Linked DNA regions of Zea mays: region 2 is linked to region 1. Evidence: chromatin contacts called from public Hi-C data. All regions are on one chromosome and are shown on one strand. Each heading gives the region's core, a stretch centred on a gene start, on an enhancer-like site or on the middle of the called end of the contact. The rest is flanking DNA. Distances are from core to core; before and after follow the strand shown. Region 1 holds the start of LOC100501975. Region 2 holds the start of LOC103652737.

Region 1 (3,277 bases), core at 465-2,964:
AACCAAGCGCCCTTTCTGAACCTTCCAGCCCGAAGTCTTTCTTTGAGCAGCTGGCCGCCAACAGCCCTGGACACCCGGATCTTGAGAATGGCATAAGCCTACGACGCCCGGCGAGCCTCCGTTTTCTCCTAGTAAGCCCGGCACGGTCCGTCCACCATTACTGGCGCAAGTTCGATGACAGTTTCATGCGGCCGGTGTTTGGTGGCCGTGGCTTCGTTCCCTTCGTCCCTGGTTCACCCACTGAGAGCAGCTTGCCATTGCTTCCTGGCAATGAGAACTGAAACCAGCGTATCGAGGGGCTTTAATTCAGCAGAAGTTTTGTAAATTGGCTTCGCTTATGGTTATAATATTTGGTGTAAATCTAGGTTTGTAGATTCAACTTGGTAGCATGTACATGTTGATGTAGGCTAGTTAACTGACCAGCGACCAAACGGCTGTGCATATTGATATCTCGTCGCTATCAATGAGTTCGTATTTATAAAATACTCTGTACATCGGATCACTATATATGTATCGTCTCCAACTTAATAAATACTCATCCGTTCTAAAATAATATTAGTCGTTTTAGATTTCCAATTTTATGTATAAAATATATATATTAAGTATTGTATGAATCTAACAAAATAATAAAACGACTAATATTTTGTAACGGGAGTATATAAATTATCAATCCATTTTAGTGTGAATTGCACACTCGCGGAAGAATCTTATGAAGAGGAAATAGTTGATGACTGATGCAATGTTTTAGTTCAAACTGCATTGGCATTGGCCTCCTCAAACACCTAGGATGTGATATCCTAGTCCGGATAGATTTTAATATTTTAGTCTATAATTTAATAGAATTGATAAAATACTGATACTAATAATGTGTATTTTTTTTAGAAGTCCACTGGATAGAGCCGGCTCTTATAGTTCGTGTATGGTTTAAGGGTTGGCGTTGCTAAAAGAAAAGGTTACCGACTTAGGGTTATCTCTTAGGTTGAGAGATGAGCACGTCGGTCTTATAAAACAATGATAAAGATGTTTCAGGGCTAAAATCAAAATACACTATCTTATAATGCTAAGATCCTTTTTGTATTGATTTTTATAGAAAAAAACATTACATGCTAGAAGCAGGGCGTGAACCTCTTGACCGTGATATAGCGGGTCTATTTTTGTACAACAACACTCTGATAAAGATGTTTTAGTGCTAAAATCAAAATGCATTAGAAAAGATAAAATTATGATAATATGTTTTAATCAAAATGCATATAAAAAAGTTACACGCTAGAAGGAGGGCTAAAATTAGAAAAGATAAAATTATGATAAATATGTTATAATCAAAATGCATTGACACTCTGATAAAGATGTTTTAGTGCTAAAATCAAAATGCATTAGAAAAGATAAAATTATGATAATATGTTTTAATCAAAATGCATATAAAAAAGTTACACGCTAGAAAGAGGGCTAAAATTATAAAAGATAAAATTATGATAAATAAAATACATTGGAAAAGAAAAAAATTATACACGCTAGAAGGAGGGCTTGAACCTCCGACCTTGTGGTTAACAGCCACACGCTCTAACCAACTGAGCTATTCCAGCATTTGATATATATAATTCTAATTTAGTACTGTTTATAAAATGGTAAATAATAGCAACAACTCGGTCGAGTATAAGACTGTACGTAGAAACAAATACAAAAGAAAAACTCAGTCTCAGGTTGCAGACCTCCCGACGCCGGCCGTGCCGCTTCCGTCCTCGCTTTCCTGTCACCGCCGCCGCCGACTGCCACAACCTCTTTCCCATCCCTCTCGTCCCCATCCTCTGCCGCCGCCCCCATCCTCGCCGCGGCTCGGCTGGTGCGGAGCGGACGGACGGAGATCCGCCGACCTCGGGCTCCGCTGCGTCATCGCTACGCCGGCTGAAGGAGTGAAGGTCAGCATCCTCCTCCCCCACCGCGGCCCGAGTCTCCCGCCCCCCACCCCATGACCCACCACGTACTTGCTAGCTGCAGCTTGCTTCCCCGGGTTAGGTTTTTCTGAGCTGGATTTGATGCGCAGCTACATCGTAGCCTGATGCTCACAGTTGCCCTGTATAATTTGGGCTAAAAAGAGCACCTTTGTTTTTCATTTGTTTTTGCCTTTTCTTTTACTGGAATCGCTTTTACGAATCCACTGCCGCTCCCATTTTTCCCACCTACAACGGCAGATGCCAAGAACAGTGGGAAGGAGTTAAATTTTACAGATAATAAATTATATAGTACTGTGACTTTTTACTCTTTTAGGGTCTTTTAATCCACTATACACGAAGTCTATACGAACTTGTCACTTGTCAGTGGGTCTGCCATGGGCCCCCCACTCGTCATATTCTTTGGGCTGGTATGCATAACCTTTGTATGGAAGTGATTTGAGTATGGACAACCGGTTCATGCAAATTTCCTCATTCAGCTAAGCAGCACTGCTCACGCAGAGCTTGTTCATGCATATTTCCTTGGAAATATCTGTTCCCTAATATAATATTGTAACTCTGAATTCAAGCTAGTATTTTTTTATAGGTAGTTTAAACTCCCCATTTTATATAGGGTATGGAGGCTGAGTGATAATGAAAAGTTTATTGGACTGTGCTACTAAAGATACTATTTCTGTATGCCTGCTACTGGTCTCCATGAGGAGGTGTTGTATTTGGTTCATCTTTGGGCTTAAACTTTTGTTGTTTTCTTCTTCTTAATATAATGATGTGCAGCTCTCCTGCGTGTTCGAGAAAAAAAACTGGGCTTCATCAACATACACTAGGAAATTACTCGATTCTAATAGATATTTTTCAACTATCATATATACATATTGCTTGATGTGCCAAGCACATTCATTTGCAAGCCATAGAATAGAAGTCTCATGACCTTGTTTTCCCACTTCTTGACTACTGCACAAAAAAATATTTGTTCTACTTCTAACTTCTGGAAGATTAGCATAAGTAGGATCTTTCACCATAGAAGTCTCATGGTCTTGCTGGATCACAATAGTTTCCCTGTTGTTCTGGGTTCAGATGATAGACATGGTGTCTGCTGTTGAAGAGCTTAGTGGGTTAAGCTCTAAAGAACTTAATGAGATGCTGAAGGAGTCAGACAACTTTGTTTTGCAGTCCAAGGCAGAAGGCGGAGGTCCAAAGCAGACACTTGTATGTACAAAATGTTTGCATATGTTGCAAACCTGCAATGTCCAATTCCCTGACACCTGTTCTTTGTTGTAGGTGGACATGGAAAAACTCGTGTCCTCGCTTCCTCTTCATCTCATTGCTGT
Region 2 (3,277 bases), core at 426-2,925, 130 kb after region 1:
GACATTGCCATCTCTTGTACCTTTCTTTCACACAGATCTTGCCCTCTTCGAATCCCTGTGTGTGTATGGATGATTTGTATGAAATGTATATGATGTAACATTGGGATCGAGTTCTTGAGGTGCTTGTTCATGGATCTAGGTCCCCACTGTTCGTTTCTGTGATGTGGATTCGGTCCAAAGACTTCTCGGGTGCTTGGATAGTACTTCTATGCACTTCATCCGGTCGATCTGGGGTTAAACAATTAGGCTTTCTGACCCTAACCGGTTTGTCGTTTTCTGTTCATTCTTCTGTTGATCTTTGGTTGTGGGTCGTGATGTCTGAGCCCAATATGCGACTACTTTTTGGGATTAGGGTTAGGAAACCCTAACCCTAGACTACTGACTTGTGTTCTTTTGGTTCATTGTTCTAAAACCGAGACACTCTGTGTCGTTTTCGGTTAGATTGATGACCTAGGGTTAGAAACCGTAACTCGAAACCATTTTTCCTTCTATGTACTTATCTTTCTAGGAAGGTTTAAGCAATGAAGACATTCTGAGCTTAATCACTTGTGACCCAAGACATTTTACTTGATCTCTTAATGCTCGAATTAGGAGATCTAAGGTTCTTAGGTGGCTCCGATACCATTTATTCCTATAACTATTTTAAAATATTAATTTTGTAAAATAATCCAGATATCTACTTTCATCCCTATTTGTGGCATTGTCGAGACTGATCTCTTCATCTCGGTCATCTTCTGTAAGCACGCTAATGTGACGAGGCGGACGAGCTGCTCCGCACGCTGTGGGATTCGACCTATATCCTCATAATTTATATCGGACTGACAGGGTTGTTTCCGGTCATTATGCGTGTGTATGGTTACCCGCATCAAGAGAGCCAGACTCTCCGTATGTATTGACCTCAGTCCATATTTAGTACCTTGCACTCAGAAGACTAGACGTGCATGCACTGGTACAGCCTAGACTTATTTGGCTGCACCCGTAGTATTTGGGCGGCCAAGCTTGCTCTGTCTGCGCGCAAGGAGGCATCCAATCACACGGAATTTGATTGTCAGGGTACAAAGTGATTGGCACCCAAAATTCAATACCGAACATCTCGCATATACTCTTTATTTCAGAAAACCATCCAATCACTAACCAACAACGACAAACAAATTAAAGTCGTCATACATGTAACGTGCGGTTGTGAAACGACCCCGCCGCCGTTCCATTCAGTTGTTTATCGGAGTCGGACGACGGTGGTACCAGCCAGCAGCAGCAGTTGTGGTAGTGTGGCGCTATGCACTCGCCGCCCTTGGGGTAGCCTATCCTCTTGCACCATGCGTCGCAGTTGGGCTGGATCTCCTGGCACTGCGTCTGGCACATACCGTACTTCACCGCCGTCGTCCCTGCAAAACCCATGTCGCCATCAAACAACACTTCTCTCGCTCGTATCGTACCACCACGCTTCTGATGAAAGGTGTAAACGAACAATAGACAGAGGGATGGGATCGAGCTCACCGGCGGGGAAGAGAGCGACCATGGCTACTGTCGCAACCATGAGAATAATAATCTTGCGTGTGGTAATTGCTGTCACCATACCGAAACTCTGGTGCTCAAGATCTGTGGAAATCGATGGAAGCGGTAAGATCAGAGGGGATGGATGGTCTTCTGCTATGGTTCGTTGTTGTATGCTGCTCTATATATATACACACACGAAGACGAAGGATGCATATATATGGCAGCATATAGATGCAGTTTATTGTCTGCACTACTGGCAGTCTGGCGCTGCTAGTATATAGATTTCGCCACTATTTATTCTCTTGCTCGGTTTCTGGCGTAATTCTTAGCGATTAATGCTTGGTTGCCAAATATATCTTTAACAATTAATGTCTGTAATTGTGGTGATAATGAATGGTTGCCAAAAACTAGTCATTACTATAATATTTAACTGGTGCTTTTGTCTGGTGTCTCACTGGATACGTCCGGCAAGTGTACCGCCACTCGAATGTACACTTAATTTGTAGGCCTATCCGACTTCCTTGTATCATGTCATGTACAATGCCATGTCGGACACGTACGTTCGGTAAGTACTCAACCTTTTGGTTTGAAACCTCTCCGGGATGCCCTATTGTTGTAACACCCAGATTTCTATTTTTTTCGGAATCTAAATAGAATTTCCCGAAAGATTTATTTGAATTAAAGTGCTTTTAATATGTATTAGGAACTTAAGTTATTTCCAAAAAAATAAATACATGCATGGGCAAATGTAAAAAAAAAATATCATGTTTGTGTACTGGAAGCCGGAGCACTATATTTATTCTGTGTGGATTCAGATTTGAAATTGGGATTTTAAAATTGGATTTGAATTCTCTTTTTTTTCTTCTTCTGGAAATACAAAAGATTTCTATTTTTTTTGTATTTTGTTCGTGGGCTAACATCCGTTTACACGGCCCCCGGCTGCCCTCGCCGCCACGCGAACGGGCCGAGCCGGCCACAGTCCAGTCCGCGCTCGTTTACTGGATCCACCCGAAACCAACCAACCAGCTGAAGGAGTGAAGGCGTAAGCGTAATGCTAGGAGTCGCCCATCACTTCGGGACTTCGGGTTCGCGCGCGCGATCACTCGTATTTGGCCGCCGACGGGTGGGCCCCTGTTGGCAGCCCCGTCTTCTTCCTCGTGCCTGAATGCCTGAATCGAGCACGCCGCCGAGACCGAGTTTGCGTCGAACAAAGCGTTGTGAATTCCTCAGCAGGACCAAAGCGGAACAAGTTTAGATCCAAGATGACAAAGCCGAACAAGTACGCGCGCGGTGTGAATTGTTCCAAATGTAACGACTCTCCATCTCTCGTTGTGTGGATGCAAGACAAGGGCTAGAATGAATAGAATGTGTGGTCACAATCAGACAACTGGAGCTGCAGGACTCTCGCTCGCTAGGTTAGCTGGCGTAGTCCCGCAAGCTTTGTGAGCTCTATCTGCTGACACGACATGTACGTGCCCCTTGCTTGGCAGCTTGCACGGCTCTCTCTCTCTCTCTCTCTCTCTCTCTCTCATCCCATGGCCTGGCGCCCTGGCCGCACGTCCTGACGATCGACGCTAGCGAACAAGCGGACGAGTTTCCCGGGTCACGCATGTCTCGTCGTCTCGTTGGACCACAACCGTCGCCGGGCAAGCAGTACAAGTACGCCCCACATGCTTCTCTCTCGGAGTTGGGGACAGGACAGCCTACCGAAATCTCTCTGCTCGGTCTTCCTTCACTCTCTCTCATAGTCTCATGCATGCATGGCTCCCACTGCCCATCA

What was found. Hi-C and Micro-C count contacts between places; a contact is called where the count stands out from the background.
Region 2: a contact with region 1 is called in a Hi-C map of leaf mesophyll, with 4 times the contacts expected there. The contact joins the promoter of LOC103652737 here to the promoter of LOC100501975 in region 1. A contact is called at or near these places in 11 of 25 Hi-C or Micro-C datasets (bundle sheath, ear, endosperm and 4 more).

What each region holds. Positions count from the first base shown.
Region 1 is chr4:4,731,622-4,734,898 of Zm-B73-REFERENCE-NAM-5.0, forward strand. It overlaps LOC100501975, which reads left to right and starts at 1,715. Exons shown (of 17, transcript NM_001363201.1): 1 at 1,715-1,916; 2 at 3,024-3,155; 3 at 3,228-3,277. The coding sequence starts at 3,024. LOC100274279 (sodium/hydrogen exchanger) reads left to right here. Exons shown (of 13, transcript NM_001148643.2): 13 at 1-479. The coding sequence ends at 281. TRNAN-GUU (transfer RNA asparagine (anticodon GUU)) reads right to left here and starts at 1,583; the gene lies at 1,510-1,583.
Region 2 is chr4:4,861,431-4,864,707 of Zm-B73-REFERENCE-NAM-5.0, forward strand. It overlaps LOC103652737, which reads right to left and starts at 1,676. Exons shown (of 2, transcript XM_008679696.2): 1 at 1,498-1,676; 2 at 1,069-1,385. The coding sequence starts at 1,576. The coding sequence ends at 1,162. LOC100191816 (S-alkyl-thiohydroximate lyase SUR1) reads left to right here and starts at 3,023. Exons shown (of 8, transcript NM_001399081.1): 1 at 3,023-3,277. The coding sequence starts at 3,258.